Regions from separate parts of the Mus musculus genome. Here region 1 is linked to region 2. A link is a contact called in public capture Hi-C data. All regions are on one chromosome and are shown on one strand. The core of a region is the stretch at or near the end of the contact, and the rest is flanking DNA. Distances in the headings are between cores, read along the strand shown. Region 1 has its middle 28 kb from the start of A630075F10Rik. Region 2 overlaps Tshz2 (teashirt zinc finger family member 2).

What was found. Capture Hi-C pulls out chosen DNA fragments and counts their contacts.
Region 1: a capture Hi-C map of embryonic stem cells shows a contact between it and region 2, with 2.3 times the contacts expected there. The contact joins two enhancer-like sites. A contact is called at or near these places in 2 of 484 Hi-C or Micro-C datasets (embryonic stem cells and nephron progenitors), 3 of 115 datasets of contacts at active chromatin or transcription factors (all in embryonic stem cells) and 2 of 9 other capture datasets (embryonic stem cells and liver).

The regions. Positions count from the first base shown.
Region 1 is chr2:170,041,693-170,044,595 of GRCm38.p6, forward strand. It overlaps a transcript of Tshz2 not described here. Among named protein-coding and RNA genes, the nearest start is that of A630075F10Rik, 28 kb to the right of the region's middle. Within about 2 kb of position 1,324, at least 24 of the 459 cell types and tissues checked have an H3K27ac peak or open chromatin away from gene starts, as enhancers often do. A contact at or near this core is called in embryonic stem cells, where this site is marked.
Region 2 is chr2:169,886,520-169,889,409 of GRCm38.p6, forward strand. It overlaps Tshz2 (teashirt zinc finger family member 2), which reads left to right. Exons shown (of 2, transcript NM_080455.3): 2 at 1-1,985. The coding sequence ends at 59. Among named protein-coding and RNA genes, the nearest start is that of AY702102, 75 kb to the right of the region's middle. Within about 2 kb of position 1,557, at least 2 of the 459 cell types and tissues checked have an H3K27ac peak or open chromatin away from gene starts, as enhancers often do. A contact at or near this core is called in embryonic stem cells, where this site is marked.

The sequences.
Region 1 (2,903 bases), core at 74-2,573, 150 kb after region 2:
CAGCTTGTGTGATTTAGTTTTCCCCTTCTCAGGGATCTTCTCCCATCAGGGATTGAACACGTGTCCTCGGGTTTGTTGGCAAGCCCCTTTACCTGCTGAGCCATCTCATGGGCCCTCATTTCTCTTTTTAATCACTGCCCCCCTTGCTCCTTTGGAGCGGAATGAATTGCCGGTAAGGAATGTGTCTGCCAGGAGGCCCCTATCTGAGCCTAGAGACTGACAAGTCTCAGTTACCTGAAGCTTGAACTGAAGTAACACACCGGAGCGGAGGGTTGTCCTGCCGTGCACACCAGGCCTCCTGTCCTGGAATACTAATGTGCCTGTGTTGGATGTGACAAAAATCAGGAGGAGTGGGAGAGAAACTTAAAAAGTAAGGAACTTTCTAGAATGTAACCGCCACCGACCCTGCGGTGTGGAATAATTGTCAAATTGTCAAATGTGTGCATAAACACATAAATAAGATGAATTTATTTTCATTATTCATCTTCTATGCTCTTTCCCTTATTTATGTTTTAAACAACAGTTACAGTAAATGTAACATTTTTAAAGGGGGTGGGGGGCTAGAGAACCTGCCATGGACAGAGAGATGATCAAGAAGCCCTGGTGTACCCCAAATCCTGTTTCTTCTTTACAGTCAGCAAAATAAAATAAAATAAAATAAAATAAAATAAGCCTTAACTGGAGTCGCACTCCATTCCCATGTGGGTGGCAGGTGCTGGTTTATTGCGAAATGTCACAAAATCAGAATGTCACAGAGTGAGACACGAACTGGTGGGAACTGTTTTCCCAGACTGGCTACCCAATTCCTCAGAGACGCAGGGGTCCCCCTGGCTAAGCCTAATTCTGAGCACTCTTGAATCACTAGTGATGTAAATTAGCCAGGGTGACCTGTCTGGCCAACCTGGCACTCAGAGTCCCAGACCCCTATGAGGCTGGTGCCATGTCTGACCACAAAGGCTGGGAGCATGAGTCACCAGCCTCCAGGAGCGGGATCCAGAGAACCTCAGTTGCCAGCACAAGGATACTAATGCACTGAGCAGTGAAAGCGAGCAATGAAAGCCATCAGGCCCAGCTACTACTGAAGGAACAACTGGCGTTAGCTTCGGACCTAGAGAAAGCCACGGCCTGCCACACACATGCACTGCGCAGTGCAGGGAAGTCCTCTGAGCTACTGGCTCAAGGGGCAGGCACAGCCCCACATGGCTCCCATTCCTCTGCCAGTGGAGAGGAAGACTTCACAAAAACCCAACGTTTACAATCTACACCCTCCAGTTTCTCACCAAAGTCTTCTCTTTCTGAGGCTGGGCTTGACCACGTGGGTTGCATTGGCCAATCAGATGTGAGCAATTGTGTCAGCCAGGTTCCTCAGAAGGTATTTGCTCCTCTGTGGTTGCAGTTGGAGGGCGCACAGGCCAGGAGGGTGTGGGGTGGGGAGCAGACCCCAATTCTACTGTCTCTGTTGGCTATTCGTGCCACTCAAGCCTTGGGCTCCCTTTGTATACTTTGTAAACCCCTGCGTTTGTTCTTCGGGCTGTTCTAAGAGGCACTAGTTTGCTTTTCCGTTGCTGTGGCAAAATACCATGACAAAAAGCAACGCAGACCATTCCGGTAGGGAGCAGGGCACCAAGCAGTAGGCACCGTGGCAGGAACGAGAGGCTGAGAGATTACATCTTCAACCACGTGCAGAAAGAGGAGAACGGAAGTGGGACAAGGACATAAACTCTCAAAGCCCACCTCCCAGTGATGTATTTCCTCTAGCAAAGCTCATGTCCTAAAACAGTGCCACCAACTGGAGACTCTGGGTTCAAATGCATGCACCTCTACCACTGGAGAGATCTCTGGAGGTGGGGCAGGACTGATGACTCAGCGGTTAACAGCGGGGGGGGGGGGGGGGGGGGGGGGGGGGTTCTATTGCCAAGAACCGAGGTTCAATTCCCAGCATCCACACCAGGGAGTTCACAGCCGTTCCTAGGGGTCCAACGCCCCCATCTGGCCTCCATGGGCACTGCACACACGGTGCACATGCATAACACTCAGGCACGTGTGCACACATATAAAATAAGAGGACATCTAGAGGGGAGTGAAACTACACCAGAGGTTTGCAAAGGACACTTTGTAAATGCCACACTGTTACACAAGTGTCCACTGGAGACTCGGAGCTAGTCTCCCAGTGCCAGGGGACACTGTATAGATCAGATCGCAAAAACACTGCCTGAGGGAAACTCGAAGCCAGTCCCCCATTTTGCTGAGGTCAGACCCCAAGCCTCAACCTCCCTTGGGCTTCCTGGGTCCCCTGGGTAAATTCTTCTTGGCTCTTCTGGCCCGTTTCCTAGGTAGGCTGACAAAAGGGAAGAGTGGTCCTTGGTGATAGGTTCCCCTGTTGCTTGATGACTCTCATTGCATCCAACAGCTCTTTAAAAGTTCCTATATTGAAATATTTGACTTACAGAGGGGAAAGCAGATGCAAGCACACATGGAAAGTTCAAAAGAGAGACAGATGGAAAAGCAGTGGAGAGGCTTGTCACTGCTGTGGGAGGCCACCCTGCCACAGGCTTTGTCACTGCTGTGGGAGACCACCCTACCACAGTCTAACGACCAAAGCCAAGAAATCGGTGCTGACAGTCTAGCCACCAAACTTCAGAACATGTTTGAATGTTCCCACTTCTTAGTCATTTTCTTTGCTTTCCTAGGACCTAACTCAGGATTTCAGGTTAGATTTAGCGGCCACAGCTACTTGGTCCTTACCACTAAGTCTTCCCATGTTGTGCTGTATTCTGTTCTGATCGGTTAATTTAATATTTCATGTTGTGTGTGGAGACCACTGAGTGGCCCACTTTATTGGTTTCTACCTTATTCCCTTGAGACCTCTCGCAGAACCCAGCAAGCCTCTGCAATCCACCTGT
Region 2 (2,890 bases), core at 307-2,806:
CGCACAGCAAGTCACCCGAACACCACTCTCAGTTTGTAGCAGACGTGGATGAAGAATAGTTCTGCAGGTATGGGGTTTGCTCCCAGGTGACGGTGACCACGGCCTTGTGAGGAGCTTGTTAAAAAGAGATGGGTCTGCTTAGAAGCAGAGGCGTCTCCCGAGGCCTGGCAGGACCTTAGTTTGCTGCCATAGACTTAACTTTTACAAAAGACAGGACGGGATGAGTGGCTCCTAGCCATTCCCCCAACATCCTCTAGTTTAGAGGGGAAGCAGGATACAATGTATCTAAGAGAGATGAAGCTCGTGGTTGTTCCTAGAGCTCCAGGACTCACGGTTCCTTTAGCAACCTAAGGCCCAACCTCCAAGGTCCAACTTCCCCTCATTTTAATTAACAAGGACTAGATTCCATTTTGCCATCTGCCTTCCCACAGCAATGCTTAATACTTACCGAGTGGGGAAAGGTGGCACCAGAATGAAGACGGTGGGGGGAGGGGGACTTCCTAGGGACCGTTATATACAGAGATAGCTTAATCAGTTCACGAATGGCTTAATGATATCTTTACTATCAGCCCTTGCAATGAATCCATTTGGTAGCTGACTTTTATCGACAGCGCTCCTTCCCTGTTTCCTTCCTACATTCATATCCCTATAGAAGAGCAGGGACCCTTAAGGGGGACTGTCGGGATGCACTCTTCTATGGAGCAGGGAGATAAAAATGCCTTTAGATTTTCCTTTAGGATAAACTCGGGATCAGAGTCCACCTTTACCAGATGCAAAACATCCCCGTGGGTTTATTTCACATACAGAGATGGGTAGTCGAAGGCTGTACACAGCCAAGTGAGTAGGGTCTGTCCAACAGCTTCAAGATGTTATTTTTCAAATTGGGCTGGAGGTGCACCTTGGTAGTAGAGTTCTTGCCCAGCATACACAAGGTCTTGGGTTCAAGTCCCAGTACCAAAATGAGAAAAGAAAGGAATTTGTACCATGTATCATAGAAGTCCACGCCTTGCTTTGTTACCAATGCCCAAAGTTATTTATGTCACCTCCAGGAGAAAGGACAGAGACGACCAAAGGCAAATACTTTATAGCAAATTAGTCACATGTAGGCTGCTTCCAAATCTTGAGCTTAAGCAAGGCTGGATGCCACCCAAGCTCCTTCATGGGGTTCCTCTGCTTCCTCTTCTCTCCCCTCCAGCATGGCACGCCCACGCGCTAGGGAGCCCAACACACATCCAGACTGAACTCAAGGGCCCAAACCCGAGCGAAGGGTTCTGTACTTTACAGTCCAGCACATGCCCCCACAGCGTTACGGAATTGCTCTTAGTTAATTCACGACAAGGTATGGAAAGCTTATCCTAGGAGCCCTCACCACCCACCCCCTCTTCGCAAAGCTTTTACTTTTACCCAGGAAACTTTCGGGTCAAGCTGCACAGGCACAGGCGCTAAGGGAGTTCCAGATAGAGAAATGTCCTGTGTGACGCGCTCCTAGCGCTCCTCACAGAGCTAGAGAGCGAGTGGGAAGATGGGCAGAAAGAAAGGGAAATATGTGCTTGACTCGAGACTCTTCCCTCCAGGTGGGAATCCATGCTTCTGATTTGGGTGGGGCCCCCCCAGAGGGCTACCCCTACTGTTTGCATGCCTTTATCATGATAATTAAATGTTCCGGGCAGATTCACCTCCGGGATTCCAAGCATGACTGTACATCTTACCTTATTGAATGGAAAGCTATTTTGCATCTGTTGAGCCCAATGTGAGCTCTGGGTTCTGCCACATGCTATTTATTTACCATATCACATTTTAAATTTTTATGTAATTAGCCATTATGCTCTTCTGGTCCTTAAAAAAAAAAAGGTGGACATACATAAAGAACCTAGAGACAAGAAGTATGTTTTAAATCTAATAATTGTGGGTCCAAACCCCGGCGAAGAGAACAAATAGGTGATGTTTATTTTGTGCTATAATAAAGACCAATTTTCCACCTGTTAGGTTTGTAATCATTTTTTAACTGCGAATATGTAACTAGGGAGTCGGGAGCAGGGAGCAGAAGGAAGGTCGCATTCCGTGTCAGAACTTGCAGCATACACTGTCTGTTCTAGAGAAGCAAAAGTCGGTCAATAACTTGGGGGATATACACAGAGGCTGCCTGTACATCCGGGAGACACACGGGAAAGACTGCTGGTTTTGCACCTGTCCACATTTGTACAGAATAAACACTTCTAATATATGACGGTGCTATCGTTATATCGACTATGAAAGCTCTGTCTTCGTGCAACCACGGCCATGCTGGGGTGTCTGACAGAGTTGCAGAAAATAGTTTGAAGTCATTCCATCTGATGGGAGTGGGTCGTGTAAGTAGGAGAGAGGCTGTGGGTGCTGGTTTGTTTGTATTTAGATGGAAACTATTCCGAGCTGCTTGAATGCTTCTCCCACCCCCACCCCTACCCCCTCCCCCACCCCCGTGGGTGACAGGGCGGTGTCTTGGAATTTGGCTCACCTAGGAAAGAGCATCTCCCCACTTGGAGTACTTGATTAGAGCCATGTGTATACACCCTGCCCACACTTCACAGTTTATGCATAGGATAGCTTGGCTTCATTGTTTTTTTTCCTTAATTTTATAAACATATATATAATGATGGTTTTAAATGGCTATGGAATTCTATCATCACCTGGAATTCTAATCTTAGCTGATATGGGGGAGGGTACAATGTTTGAAAAAAATGACATGGTATTTTATAAAACATATCAAGATTCAGTGGGATATTTAAGAGTCCACCATATCTACGCATTTCTAAATGGCACCAATTCCAATCTGAATTTTCTTTCCTCCCCTGTGCCCACCTCTAATCCTGGGAACACCCTACCAAATAGCAAAGTCAAATTTTCATTTAAA